3 separate regions of the Mus musculus genome follow, and all the other regions are linked to region 3. Evidence: chromatin contacts called from public HiChIP or PLAC-seq and promoter capture Hi-C data. All regions are on one chromosome and are shown on one strand. The core of a region is the stretch at or near the end of the contact, and the rest is flanking DNA. Distances in the headings are between cores, read along the strand shown.

The links. Promoter capture Hi-C pulls out the DNA fragments that hold promoters and counts their contacts. HiChIP or PLAC-seq counts read pairs in DNA pulled down with a chosen protein or histone mark.
Region 1: a promoter capture Hi-C map of pre-B cells shows a contact between it and region 3, with 2.3 times the contacts expected there. The contact joins the promoter of Atp5l here to the promoter of C2cd2l in region 3. A contact is called at or near these places in 3 of 39 promoter capture datasets (liver and pre-B cells), 1 of 484 Hi-C or Micro-C datasets (embryonic stem cells) and 1 of 9 other capture datasets (pancreatic islet).
Region 2: a FOXA1 HiChIP or PLAC-seq map of pancreatic cancer cells shows a contact between it and region 3. The contact joins the promoter of Mpzl2 here to the promoter of C2cd2l in region 3. A contact is called at or near these places in 2 of 39 promoter capture datasets (liver and pre-B cells) and 1 of 115 datasets of contacts at active chromatin or transcription factors (pancreatic cancer cells).

Annotation. Positions count from the first base shown.
Region 1 is chr9:44,918,008-44,922,760 of GRCm38.p6, forward strand. Atp5l (ATP synthase, H+ transporting, mitochondrial F0 complex, subunit G) reads right to left here and starts at 2,735. Exons shown (of 3, transcript NM_013795.5): 1 at 2,603-2,735. The coding sequence starts at 2,654. Gm30934 (a long non-coding RNA gene) reads left to right here and starts at 2,720. Exons shown (of 2, transcript XR_379340.4): 1 at 2,720-3,110; 2 at 3,221-4,753.
Region 2 is chr9:45,039,460-45,044,266 of GRCm38.p6, forward strand. Mpzl2 (myelin protein zero-like 2) reads left to right here and starts at 2,885. Exons shown (of 6, transcript NM_007962.4): 1 at 2,885-3,335; 2 at 4,241-4,407; 3 at 4,694-4,807. The coding sequence starts at 3,278.
Region 3 is chr9:44,317,122-44,322,078 of GRCm38.p6, forward strand. C2cd2l (C2 calcium-dependent domain containing 2-like) reads right to left here and starts at 3,161. Exons shown (of 14, transcript NM_027909.2): 1 at 2,414-3,161; 2 at 462-557. The coding sequence starts at 2,767.

The DNA.
Region 1 (4,753 bases), core at 1,485-3,984, 600 kb after region 3:
ATGATTATAAAAGTTGTTACACAAATGTATGACACCTCCAAAAAATAAAAACAAGTGCAGAAAGTGCAAGCAGTAGTTTTATAGTGGAAGACCTTGTCAGCTCAATAGATGGCATGAATACCACAGATCTCTTAATATGTCATCAGGGTGATCTGTCTCTGTGGTTCTTGCTCTTTTTTTCCTTTTCTTTTCTTTTCTTTTTTTTTTTTTTTTTCTGAGACAGGGTTTCTCTGTGTAGCCCTGGCTGTCCTGGAACTCACTCTGTAGACCAGGCTGGCCTCGAACTCGGAAATCTGCCTGCCTCTGCCTCCCCAGTGCTGGGATTAGAGGCGTGCGCCTGGCGGTTCTTGTTCTTTTTTTTGTTTTCTTTTAAAGATTGATTTATTTTCTATGAATACACATCGGATCCCATTATAGATGGCTGTGAGCCACTATGTCACTGCTGGGAATTGAACTCAGGACCTCTGGAAGAGCAGTCAGTGCTCTTAACCACTGAGCCATCTCTCCAGCCCCTGTGGTTCTTGTTCTTAAAATCCCTAATTCCAGGCTAATCATTAGAGAAACCCAAGATAACCAGTTTGGAGAACATTCTTCAAAATATCCAGGCAGACACCTCCAAGTGGCCAAATCATGAAAGTAGAGATCAGATATAAGAAAGGGGAGATTGCAGACACAAGAAACTAGTTCTAAGGTAATATCCTATATTTGTAGACTCAAAATATATGAATGGAAAAGCGGGTGAAACATAAGTAAAATTTATAGCTTAGTTAAGGGAAAAGAAAAACAAAACAAAAAAATAGACTTTCACCTTTCTGGGGGAACTATGATAATAATTACTGACTTCTTTCTCTAGCTACATGCCCTAGGGAACTGAAAGATCTAGTCAGTAGTCAGTATCAAATACTTTAACATTCACACTTAATACACCAGCCTGGGCTGGAGAGATGGCTGCTCTTCCAAAGGTCCTGAGTTCAATCCCCAGCAATCACATGGTGGCTCACAACCATCCGTAATAGGATCTGACGCCCTCTTCTGGTGTGTCTGGAGACAGCTATAGTGTACTCACATACATAAATAAATAAATCTTAAAAAAAAAAAAGCCCCAGCCTATGCTGCAGAGCACAGTCTACGTAACCTTCTGTTCCCTCAGAGCCCTCAGGTCTCAGTACTTCTGGCAGAACAAGTTATCTTACAGTTACAACAGTGGAAAGGTTTTATGTTGTTTCTTGACCAAAGTTTACCTTGATAATGTCTTTCATTTTGGATTTCATCAATAAAATCAGTTTTAAATTTCTGAATACAAGCTACCTAAAAGATGCAAAAGTCATACGGCCGGAAAAATACTCTCTACGAAATATTAAAAATAGCACCTCAAACCATCAAAGTCCAAACGTCAAAGCCTTTTGGTTGTATTGGTGTAAAAATTGTAGTACGTTGCTTCAGATCACCTAATGATTTTTTACTAAGGAAATTCTTTGGAAAACAGCTATTGGCAGCCTCAGGTTCCATAGGAAGGAATCCAGTATTTATAGACTCTGGCTGGCACTTTAAGGGTTTAAATAGCTCACTAGCTGGTGATGAAGGGGAGAAAAAAAAGAATTACTAAATATGCAAACAGGTTGGAAAGCTCAAAATTACAAGTTTTTAAAATTCCACCTCAGAGGGCTGGAGAGATGGCTCAGCGGATAAGAGCACTGGCTGCTCTTCCAGAGGTGCTGAGTTCAATTCCCAGCAACCACATGGTGACTCACAACCATCTGTAATGGGATCCAATGGCCTTCTCTGGTGTGTCTGAAAACAGCTAGTGTACTCACATAAGTAAAATAAATAAATCTTTGAAAAAAAATCCACCTTCAATTCACATTTCATAACCAAATTTGAACATTTGGAAATAGGACCTTCAACCACTTAATACAATACAGAAAAGAAGAAATTGTAAACTTAATCTCCTGCTTCAAAAATACAGTAATTTTCTACTCAGAAGAGAACTGTATCGATTGAACATACTGCTCAGGCTTATAACTACTCAGTGTTTATCTGAGAGACCGCGGTCTATCAGAATTTTCAAACAAAACAACCTCACGAATGCCAAGCCAAGGTTCTGAAGACGACTGCTGACAGGCGTCGCTTTCTGTGCTGACTGGGGAGGGGATATTCACCCCTACGTTCCAAATTCCCTTCATCGGACGCAGAATTCTCTAGGCTCTAACCAGGATGGTAAGCAAACATAACTTTCAAAGATCTCTCACCCGTCTTTAAAATTTCTGATGGCTTTCAAATACTTCGCTGAGACGCAGACCAGCTATGAGGTCTGATGTGTGACCTCTCTCTCCCCTGTTACCGACCTCCCTTCCCAACTCTCCCGGCACGGTAAGGGGGCATCACGGCGTTCGCGGCGGAGTGAGGCCGGGCAGAGTTACACGACCCACTCGCTCCCCGGCCGAGCTAGGACCCTGCAGCTTGTGAGCTCTAAGCAGCCGCGGGCAGGCCAGGCGAGGCTGCGGCCTTACAGTGGCCTCCTGGAAGCCCTCCCGACGCCCACGGCCCCTTGGTGCCGCAGCACAATCCCTCCCCTCGCGAGCCTCTCCCGGGCTGCGCTCACCGGCTACCATCGACGGTGCCTTCTCCGCGAAGTTACGGATGAACTTGGCCATGGTCTAAGGTGGAAGGTACGTCTCCCCGAACCGCCGGCTGAATGTCACCCCCGGAAGGACCCGCGGCAGGACCCCTTCCCCATTTCCAAGGTCAGGCTGCCCCTCTCTGTGCCTGTTCAAAACATATAGGTATTGATTCCCTGTTTGTGGCATCTCATTAGTCAGTTTACTTTGTTCACTCCAAGTAAAAACCTAGATATAAAAAAAAATGAGGCGCGATAACACGTGAAGAATCCTGAGATTCCTCAGGGAGCAGGCATTACTTGGGACAGCTATTCATGTTGGTCCGGAAGATCGGTGAAGTGGGGGAAATGCGCATGCGTTATTGGTTTTCTTGGCTTGATCGCCACATTAGCTTGCGGCAGTTTTATAGCTTTTCAGAAAACATGGAAAACGAGGCTGGAGGGCTTCATAAGATGCTTGTGGGCCTATACGTTCGCTTTAAAGGCATAGCAGGTCTGAGGTCAAATAGGAGCTTTAAGGGGCCACATAGGCGTTACATTATGTGACTCACCCATTCACCGACTTCTTTAATTGACTTTTTATAATTCCGTTTTCCTCCGCAGCCAGTATCAGAATTGGGATCCAATCCGGTTTTTCAAACAAGCCAGTAGGAGCTGTGCGGACAAGAGGAAGAAAGTCATGTGTGTTGAGGGTGTTGCACTGTGCCAGGCATTTTGTAATTTGGTGGAAGCATGCTTTGGGCATTATCCCCTTAGAGACCAAGATTCCTAAATAGTCATAGAAGGAGTCAGTTGCAAGATAAATACGCAAAGGAACATAAGGTTAAGCGTGGTGCTGATCTGGGAAGGCGTAGAGATTCTTGGTGTATAAGAAAATATACAAATTCCAAAGGCTGTAACTTTGACATTATGAATGAAAACAACAAAAACAAACCAGGAAACCCAAAAACTATGTAGGAAAGTAACATTTGATGAGGAGAACAAGTTCTGGAAAAGCCCAATCTTTAGAAGAAAAACTGAGGGGCTGGAGAGATGGCTCAGCATTATGAGCACTGACTGCGCTTAGGTTAGGAGTTCAAATCCCAACAACCACATGGTGGCTCACAACCATCTGTGATGAGATCTGATGCCCTCTTCTGGTGTGTCTGAAGACAGCGACAGTGTACTTACATATAATAATAAATACATCTTTTAAAACAAAACAAAAAAAAACCTGAAGTAAAATTCATGGGGTGGTTAGAAAAGTTAGAAGTGGGATCAAGGAATCAGTGAGGGAGAGACATGCTGCCTTAGACAGTGAAGTCAAATTAAAGCAGGAAAGATAACCTGAAACCCACATTATACCAGCATACAGGAGCCTGAAGATTGGAAGTTACAGGCCAGTCTGGACCGAGGTAAGACAGGCCAGCTAATTATGAGTATGAACATCTGTGACATTAACTAGAAAAGGTTTCAAACCCTTAGAAACCAGATTGCAGCAATGAAGAAATATGGAAGCAAGAGAATATAAGTCAGACAACCCAAGAGGAAGGTGGAGCTCAGGAGTCCAGGACAGGGAGACAGCAAAGAAGGCAGAGGAGTTTGTTTGGGAATGGTGGGACCTCTTCCTTAAACGGGGTGAAGGGAGAAAAGTTTCCAAGTGAGGAGTCTGACACATGCCACCTGTGTGAAAAGGGAGTGGTGAGCAAGGCTACATTTCAGAGTGTCTGAAGGACACAGAGAAGAGCAGAGAAGGGCAGTGGTGGAGTCGACTGGTCTGTGGGCTGTACAGTTGCCTGTAGTTTAGGTAGCAGAGGGTAATGGTTAAATTAACCTAAGCTGAGATCCTGCATGCCACAGGTATGGGAATAGAATAAGGACATGGTGGCAAAGTATTAAAAGGTCTGTTATTTAGGTTGGATAGTGAAGCCATAAAGGAACTAATTAGAGTCTAAGCTCTTAAGACTTTCTCCCGAAGACAGCCGGAGGGTACCTCTAGAGCAGTGGCTCTCAACCTTCCTAACGCTGCCACCCTTTAATACAGTTCCTCATGTTATGATGACCCCAGCCATGAAACGATTTTTTGTTGCTCCTTCATAATGTAATGTTGCTGCTGTTGTGAACTGTAAATGTGTGTTTTCTGATGGTCTTAGGTAA
Region 2 (4,807 bases), core at 1,635-4,134, 720 kb after region 3:
ACACTCCTCCTAATACCTTTTTTCCTCTTAGTAGGACCCTGACAGAAACCTTTGAGTAAACAAAGACTTCGCTTGAACAATCCTAAAAGCTAAATTACACGTTTTTCCTTGCTTCACAGAGTGCTGACGTCAACTGATGTTGAAAGGAGCAGGTGTTTTTGTTTTGGGGCTTTCTTGTTTTGTTTTGTTTTGCTTTTGCCTAGGATTCTGAGAAATATAAGTTTTTACCAGTAATTGGTGCAGAGAGTGTCTTTATGCCTTTTGAACCTCCGGTGAGCTTCCTACCTCCGAAGATCTAAATATCCTGCAGCTACTGGGAAGACAGTTGGAACAGATGTTCTTGCTTCCTTTAGGACTAAGGCAATGTTACAATGTTACAAATTTTAATGATGACCAGGACTCTTCTCTGGTAAGTTTAAGGGAAAAGCAGTATCTTTGAACACTTCCTTTTAATCATCAGAATGTCCTTTCCTTTTCTCTTTCTTTGTTTCTTTTTCATTTGCCCAGATATAAACTATTTCTTCGGCTATCTTCAGATGTCTCTTGTTTTGATTGAAGTTCCGCACACTGGCATCTTTGGAATACCAAGGGGGCAATGAATGCTCTTTTTATTTGCCATTTTCTCTTAACAGGTTCAACCCTCAGTCTCCTTCTTCGCCCAGGGTGGGAACAGTGAGATAGTTGGAGCCTCTCCTGTTAACTGGAAGGAACTGGGCGTTGCTGAACACAAAGCCAAAAACTTGACCTGGGCTGAGGAATGGGATCCGGGCAGCTGTGCCCCTCAGAGCAAGGCTGGCTGCCAGCTCTCAGGGCATCTGGTGACTGGGGAGGAATTCCTCTGCTTGGACAACAAGCTTTCTATTCTGTTCACTGCCTCCTGCCCTGATTCCTCACCTGCTGTTTCAGAGTGTTCTTCGGTTAACTCCACCTCTCACTGAATTTTGCAATTTGCTGTCAACTTAACCTTTCCCTGGCTCTGTCTGTTTGGAATGGCGTTTCTCTGCAAAGTCGAAAGCCAACCAAGATGAAGTTTTCTTTAACTCGCCCCCCTCCCTACTCCCGGGGTTCCTGGAGCTGACCCTTTTCTGACCTACCTACAGGGAAGGCTACATCTGCCCACCATGTAAGTGCCACTCAGCAACCCAGAATTTTCAGTTTGGGCTGCTCAGAATCACCTAGACTCTAGGTCCTAGAGGCTGGCGAAGGAGCCAGACACTCATTACAGGAGCGCTTTGGTGCCAGCACGCAGCTGACCTCCCTCTGGGGCAGCCCCTGCGCTCCCCAGAGTAATGAGTAGGTTTGGGCGAGTGTCTGCCCGTTTGTTCCATCTCTCCTCCACACTTTTCTTTTTCCTTCATGTCAGTAATTTACCCCTCTTTGGGTGGAATGCTTTTATTTTATCGCCTGCTCGATAGGACCCAGGGTCCTGGGTACTCACTTTGTCCTTGAGCTGCTAGACCCCTAGCCTGACGTTTCTTTATTTTTCTACCCAGTCTGGCCCTTGCTTCCCTCCTAGCAGCACCCTTTTTACCGGGGTTCAGATAGAAGACTGTGGTACGGATCACGGAATAGTTTCTAGATAGCTAATCCAGGGATAAGGGCGATTCAATTGTATTCAGTGTCCCATCCCCCATCTAGCTTACTTCTTTAAAAATTTAAATTACATTTTAACTAGTCTTTCCCTCCCTCTCCCCTCCCCCACCCCGTGTCTCTGTCTCTCTGTTGCATGTGTGCATGTGCACCATAGCGCGCGCGCGCGCGTGTGTGTGTATGTGTGTGTGTGTGTGTGTGTGTGTGTGTGTGTGTGTGTGTAGGTCAAAAGGCAGTTTTCAGGGTTTGATTCTCTCCTTCTACCACGTGGGTTCCTTAGACCGGACTCAGGTGGCCAGGCTCCTTGGCTTGGTGCCAATACTTATGTCGTAGCCTCCACCCACTTTTTAACTGCATTCGGTCTTGGTTGCCTCTGTTTGCCAGCTTGCTGTTGTGCCTCTTACCAGATGAAGCCCTTTATCTCCGCGTTTCAGGCCTCTCAGATAGGTGGCTGTCCTCAAAATGGCAGTTGAAATCTGGGGCACAGGAAAGGTTTTCTTTTCCTTGAGAGTTCACTGATCACCCCTATCAGGCTTTTGGTTTGTGGGCAGGGAACTCACGCAAGTCAGGAAGCTTCCCATGGGGCTGTGGGTGTAGCTCCGTGCCAGAACACTTGCTTAGTAAGTACAAGGTCATGAGTTTAGTCCTGAGTATTGCCAAAGCTGGGCAGTGACTCCCCAACTTCAAGGTCCAGCCTGGGCTACATGGTGAGACAGTCTCAAACAATAACATAGAACACACAAAGATTATGGGCAATTGCTTCCCTCCTGAGCGTTTTTTTTTTTTTTCCTTCCAGTACAGGGTTTCTCTCTGTAGCCCTGGCTGTCCTGGAACTCACTCTGTAGACCAGGCTGGCCTCGAACTCAGAAAGAACTCAGAAATTCGCCTGCCTCTGCTTCCCAAGTGCTGGGAGTAAAGGTGTGCGCCGCCACCGCCAGGCTCTAAGAGGTTACTCTTTACGCTGTTAAAATGGTATTCCTTTCCATAGGATTGTGGAGAGAAAAGGATGCCCAGAAAAGTCCTTTGCAAACTGCCCTAAGCTGGGAGAAAGGAGCAGGGGAGTTGCTCTGAGCTGAGAAAGGAACCAGCATTGAGACTTGGTTTCTTTCTGCTGAGTCTCAGGAGAGCCTGTTCACACCAGAGGGTCTCAAGGAATTCCCAGAACTGATGGGTGCGGTGAGTCAGGCCCTAGGCTGATTCCAAGGACAGGAATCACTGCAAAACTTTCAATGTTCACTTCCTAGGCAAGACTAAAGTCTGTTTTAAAAGGGTGTGTGTGGGCCAAGTTCAGAGCAGTCTGGGACATTTCAAACTGGCACCACCTCCTCTGGCTGCTTGTGAGGCCATCCGGAGGCCAGGGCTCGGTCAGATGAACGGAAAAGTAAAGAGAGGACCGCAGAGTCTGAGACCTTTGCGCAGAGGGCTGGAGTGTGGAGAGGGGCGGGAGGGAGAATCAGGAGGAGGGCGCTGGGTGCGGAGGCCCCACCTTTCATTCCAGAGCTGTACCGGCCGGGGCGGGATGAGTCACGACTGGTTGGCTCCGCTGTGCGCCTTCCCATAGGTGAGGGACTCGGACCTCTCCGTGGGTAAACTGTGCCGCCTGCTCGTCCTAGCCTTGGCCTTGGTTGGGTGCTGGAGTCCTGGGTCTGCCGGGTTTGGCCTCTGGGGCCACGACTGGCTTTCCCTGATGTATGGCAAGAGCCCCGCGCTTGTGCTTCCACTTCTCCTGAGTTTACAGCTCACAGGTAAGAACTGGCGGGCTTCTAGGATTTTCTACCATTGCCGCCCATTCTGTAAAGACAGAGCTCATGGCTTGAAGAAATCTCAAGGGCTCCGTTGGGAGATCGTGCCCCAACTGCAATTCGTTCTAGTCCAGACTTCGCCGAAACTTCAGTTCGGTGGGTTGCTTTGGGGCAGTACTTTGGGCAAACAGGTTTAGGTGTGTTTGGCCGCCCGTGATTGAGGCACACAGAGGGCTTTCTGATCTCAGGTTACACACCATCTTTGTGTGGCTGCTCTCAACCTCGGGCTGCTGGCTAGATTTGGCCCTTGGATTTCCGTGGGAGGATTTTGTCTGCGACTCCCTGCAGCACCAGAGAGCAAACCTGGATTGTCAGAGCGAGAGTCCCGCTGTGGTTTTGAAGCTGTCCCAACCAATGCACGTACCAGACTTGTAAATAAGCCACGTGGTGTAAGGCTTCCAGGGGTGCAGGCAAGCGCAACTGCTGGGGTGGATTGACCTGCAGGCTAGCAGCAGCCCCAAGTCTACATGTAGGAAAACTTCCCTGCTTGGAGACTTCTTTTTTCCACAAAACAAAACAAAACAAAAAAACATACTGTGTTGCTTGATCGTAATACGCCACGTCTGACCAACGTTTGGATTTTTGTTTCTTCTTTCCATCTCCTTTGCTGATGTTTGTAGTTTCTGGTTATAGTTCTGAAATTGGTGCGGTAAGGCTGTGAAGAAAGTGAGAACACCAGGTAGTTTTACCTCTAATTGGCCCTCGGGATGGGAGGGTCAAAGCTGTGTGCAGGCAGGAGTATGTAGACTCCTGGTGAAGTGAATTTGAAGGTTGGCTTACTTGGAAAGTGTCAGCGTTTTTTTCTCAATGATACACCACTGTTAACCTCTTCCTTCCCTCCATTGCAGCCCTTTGTCCTACAGAAGCTGTGGAAATTTACACCTCCGGGGCCCTGGAGGCAGTCAACGGGACAGATGTTCGGTTAAAATGCACTTTCTCCAGCTTTGCCCCTGTGGGAGATGCGCTAACTGTGACGTGGAATTTCCGACCTCGAGATGGGGGTCGTGAGCAGTTTGTAAGTAGATTCTTGTCACCTTCCAGAGGACTCTTGACAAGAATGCATTGTGGCAATCCTTCCCCCCCGCCCCCCATCTTTCCCATGTTCGGCGCATGCGTGGGGTTAAGTGGGGACCCAGTTCTTGGGACAGAGAGTAACAGGTCTAAGAAAAGGGAAGCCAGAGAATATTCCAAGGAGCTGGATCATTGGTTAGACCTAATGATGCTTCTCTTCCCACCCCCCGCCCCCATCTCGGCCTCCTGCCCGGGATAGAGAAGGAAAGATGATCCGTTCTCCTCTGTAGGTATTCTACTACCACATGGACCCCTTCAGGCCCATGAGCGGACGGTTCAAAGACCGGGTGGTCTGGGACGGAAACCCCGAGCGATATGACGTCTCCATCTTGCTCTGGAAGCTG
Region 3 (4,957 bases), core at 1,911-4,410:
GAAACAGGGAACAGTGTCAGGCACTGCGGAGGACACCCACCTGGCTCTGCCCTTCCCCACTTCTATCATCCTTGGGATGATGTCCTTTTGGGGGCCCTAAGCTTCTCAATGAATTAGACAAAAGCAAAAATCTCAGCCAGGTGGTGGTGGCGCACGCCTTTAATCCCAGTACTCTGGAGGCAGAGGCAGGCAGATTTCCTGGTCTACAGAGTGAGTTCCAGGACAGGCAGACCTACACAGTAAAATCCTGTCTCAAAACAAAGACAAAAACTCTTCTCTCCCTAGAAACAGACCCCCACATACACACACACTTACTTTGCCTATCACGTCAGTGAGGTTCTCAGACCTCCTGAAACAAATCCTTAGGTCCTTAAGACACACAGAAACTCCAAATTAAGACCCCTCATACTAAAGGGAACCTTGGGGTCTGCCCCATCTTGTAGTGCCCACCAGACCCTTACCATGGTGCGCTCTGATTGGTCAACGCAGGTCACATGACTGATGCTGGCTCTTGGTGGGAGTTGGGGTATCTCTTCAAAGGCGATTTGGATGGAGCTCTGAGGAAGTAATGTGGGCACAAGATCAAGTCTCTGGAGCTGTCCCCTGCAGGGCTGGTCTGCCCAATTGCTGGCTTGATTCTAGCACTGCAGAGGCCTCGGCTCCAGGCTGGCCTCTGGCCCCTTCTTGGCTCAACAGCTTAGGGCAGAAGGTTTCCCCTGCAGCCCCACTGTCTCCAGGGATCTGCAGCTTCCAGAGGCTACCTTAGAGGCCAGCTTGCCTTTGAACCTTGGGTAATTCTTCAAATCCCTGGAACCTCTCTGTACTCCCTGTTTCCCTCTTCACCCCTCCACCTCATCATTCACTGTAATCACAAATAGAGGTAAGTGACAATGACAACAAGAGAGTGACATGGTCACTGCTGGGCAAGGCTGAAGTGAAATGGTTGTGTCATGTGCTATAAAATAAGATGAAGAAATAAGGCTAAGCCTTTCCCCAAACAAACAGGATGTGAATGGTCAATGGTATCCTATCACGCTGCTTAAGTTCTTAGAAATAAAGACTAACTTATCATGTCTCCAGGAAACCCCATCAGAAGTGCTAGGAAGAGAAGCAAGCTCAGAGGGAGGGCTCAGGGGTCCCAAGCCTAGATAATTCCTTAGGGTGGACAGCAGGAGTATTAGGGAGCGGAAAGCCGATTAGCTTAGCTCTCGAAAGAGCCACTCCCTAATTCTTCTACAGCAGTGGAAAGCAGGGTAGAAGAACTACCTGAGGAAGGGGGCACAGCCTGGGCTGGGTATGTCCTGCAGGCTTGAGATAGAGAAAACAAAATGCACAGAGCTCATTCACTTTCCCTAGCAAACTTCCCTGCGGTGGCAGCTTTCTTCTTCAAAAGTCATGCCAGTTGGGGAGATGAGTGCTTAGTTCCCCTCTCTCCTCCCCCTGCAGGAGAGGCCAATGTCCAGCTGAGTCAGCTGTCCCAGGGACAAGGTACAGGAAGAGCCAGGTTGGAGGGGTAGGGTCAATGTATAAACTGACAGATGTCATCTGGCTTTCAGCTGGCCAGCTGACAAGAGGAAACAGGAGAACTTCTTGGGGGCCACTTCAGTCTCTAGGCATCTGGATTAATAGGGCAAAGCCTCCAAGCTCTTATGGCTGGAAACAGAGAAAGACCTGTTTCCACAAGGAGCTGATAGTCTGATGGCCAGGAAGGGAAATGGTCCAGAAATGGGAGACCTCTGCCTTCCACCCAACCTCAGTCTCATGACTCTGATTCCTGCCCACTTCCTGGGAGGCCAGATGCCCAGGGTGCAACGGGTGGAGGTGGCTGGCTGCTCTGGTTTATGAGCGACCCTGAAGGGGCAGCCCAAGTTCATGCATTAGAAAGGACGCAGGTTATCAATATGCCCTTTAACTAAACTACTTTCCTTTAACACTACACTGCAGGCCAGCCTGGAGGACTGTAGTAGTGAAATTACTAAAATATGGAGAGATGATTCAGTTACCGTGGGGGCTCTACCTGACCACCAGGGTTTGGGAGCCTGAAATCTTAACTGGGTGTGGTGGCATGAGGACCAGGCAAATTCCTTCTGCAGGTGCACCTGTCTCCCTTGGCCCAACCAGGCCAGTCTAGGCGGAAGTGCCCTAAGGCACACGGATTAGCGTTGCTATGAGAACAGTAACTTGTGCTGGGTTTAGAACCAGAGTACCTTGCTCACAAAAATAGAAAATTTGGTATATAACTGGACTTCTTTACAAGCCCCAGTCTAACCTGCACGCTCTTCTCTGATCTGAAAGAGAAAGCTGGAGGGTTCTCCAGTTGATCCCCAGCTCTAATCCAGCCCTCCTAACATGAGCAAGCTCTTCCCTAGAAGGCAAAGCTGAAGGGACGACACAGGGGCTCAGTGCAACTCACCCCGTCCCTGCAGGCCTGCTCATTCAAGGCTCGCACCCAAGCCCGTTGCCAGTTCTCCCGGAAAGACTTGAAGGCAAAGAGCGAAGCCAGGAGGCCCCGTACGCCGGCTTCCTCGGGGGTGCTGGTCCGGGTCGCCCGCAAACGCAGCAGCGAACGCCACACACCCAGCTCGCGCAGTGAACCCCCGGGCTCAGCAGCTGAGGCAGGTCGGGAGTCTCGGCCCCCATCGGCTCGCGACAGCCACAAACCCCGGGCATACTGCAGCATCCAGCCCAATACCGTGATCAGCGAGGCGGCGAAGAGAACCAGCAGGGCCGCCCAGCCCACATCCCGCTGCCCCCAGTCCGGATCCATGCTCCCGCGGGCTCGGGTCCCGGCTCGGGTTCAGCCGCTGCCCCGGGGGAGCATGGCCCGGATGGACCGTGGGGCGTGGGCGAGCTCCCCCGGGGCTGAGCGCGCGGGCTCCGGGGCTCTCCGGCGCCGCCGAGATTCCAGGACCAGTGGGTGCCACGGATGGAGAAGAGGTCCTCCGGGGTCGCGACGCTCGAGCTCTGTCTCCGTAGCCAGAGATCTGGATCCCTAACACCGGCGGTGTGACCCCAGCTAGGTTCCAGCTATCACCCGATTCCTCCCACGGCGTGGGGCCCCGCCGGACCCGGGCAGGGACCAGCCTGCAGAGATACCGGGGCTCGCGGGCCGGCACCGGCTCCGGGAGGGCTGCGTGCGCAGAACTGACACTGACAACACCGCCGGCGCCCCGCCCCCACCCGCCCTTAAAGGAGCCGCGCCCTCACCGGGCGGGGCTGAGCTAACCCGCCGCTCAGAGCTAGAGGAGGGTGGAGTGGGGGAGGGTTGAGTTGCACACGTAGAGGATTCCGGGATGAGAATAGGCGGAGTCTTTAGCTGTTCCGCCCCGTCCTGAAATCCCTGTGCACCCCTTCAGTACCAGGCAAGGGAACTTCACTTATCTGAGATGACGCCTGGTTCTCCCTACGTTTCTTAGATTTCTATGGGTTGGACGCCTGTAGGTTAAAAATTAGTCCCTGTGGAAATCACCACTCACTTTTAACACCTCCTGGCTCAGCAGCTTCTGGTCTTACTCCTTGACTGAAGCTAGCTAGGCACTGGGTGAAGAGGGAGTAAGGTGTCCCTCCCAGATAGAAGTGCCTGACAAAACCCAGCTAATGTCAACGGCGGCGAGAAAAATGAAGCTTAACGTGATAAAGGTTGGGAATAGAACACTACCATCGTCCTCCTTCCCCTTGGAGCTAGGATTCAGGAACCCCCTATTAACCTTGCTTGCGTGGGTTTGTTCTCGAGATATTTCCCAAGCCCAAGGCTGAGTCTGTTTTTAAAAATAATACATTTCCATAGTAACAGCTCCTGCCTGTGGAGCACGTGTAGAAGGGATGGCAATGAAAAGGGGAGCTAGCATTGTAGCACTGGACTATCAATAGATTTGGTCAAAAGTCTCTCATCCAAATATGTGGCATCCCGTGTAGTGCCACCTGACTGTCGTCCTAGCTACTTAGGAGGCTGAAACAGGGTGATACCTTTGCCAAGGAGTTTGAAACCAGCCTGGGTGAGAGCGCATCACAACCAAACCCCATCCCACACACCAAATATGTAATATCCCAGCCAACTCCGAAGAAATGGTGTTCCAGGAAGACTGCACAATTTACAACCTCTGGATGTACCCTTTTCTCTAGATCCTCATAAGATTGGAGCTCATCTTTGTTTCTTGGGGCCAGGGGAAGGTATCTATAAAAAAAGATTAGGGGCAATTCTTTTCTCAAGAGACATATATATGGTGAGGTGTCTGACACAATTTCTTCTGCGCACAAGATAGGATGTGATGTTAAATATCTTTCAAATCCATTTGTCTAAGGAACAAGCCCATGAGAGTAAACAATATAAGGTCTAGGGGTAGGTAAAAAAAAAAAAAAATGGCTGTCAGCAACAGAGCTGTCTGATCTAGAAGAGGAAAGGGTATGTAGCTTGAGATAGCCTGATTTTACTGCAAGGGGTGATAGACAGAGGTGAGATTGTGAGGCAACATTGCTGTGACCCTAACCATCCACAGCGAGCTCCAAAACTAATGGAGATCACTAGAATCTCCATCATTAATCTAGGAACAGAAGACATGGAGCCAAGGAAGGAGAGAACGCTGGGATATAACCTAGGAGAAAGGAGTCAGCAGGAAGAAAATCCATGTTCAAGGAACCCAGTGATGCAGGAAATTGTCGTAATGCAAGGTTCTTCTCCACCAAGATTCCTTCCTGAGGAACGCTGGTTCTTCTCCTCTGCAGAACTCTCTTCTCTGGCAGTGAGTGGGAGGGCTCACCTGTATGCCCCGCTCTATGAAGGCTAAGTAAGGACTGAATTCAAGGTCAGCCTGGAATATACAGGAAAGCCAGGCATGGTGGTGTATCCCTTTAGTTCCAGAGCTTGGTCAGGGAGGGGGCAGAGGCAGGCTGATCTCTATTACTTGAAGGCAGCCTGGTCTAAATAGTGAGTTCTAGGCCAGTTAAAGCTATACATTAA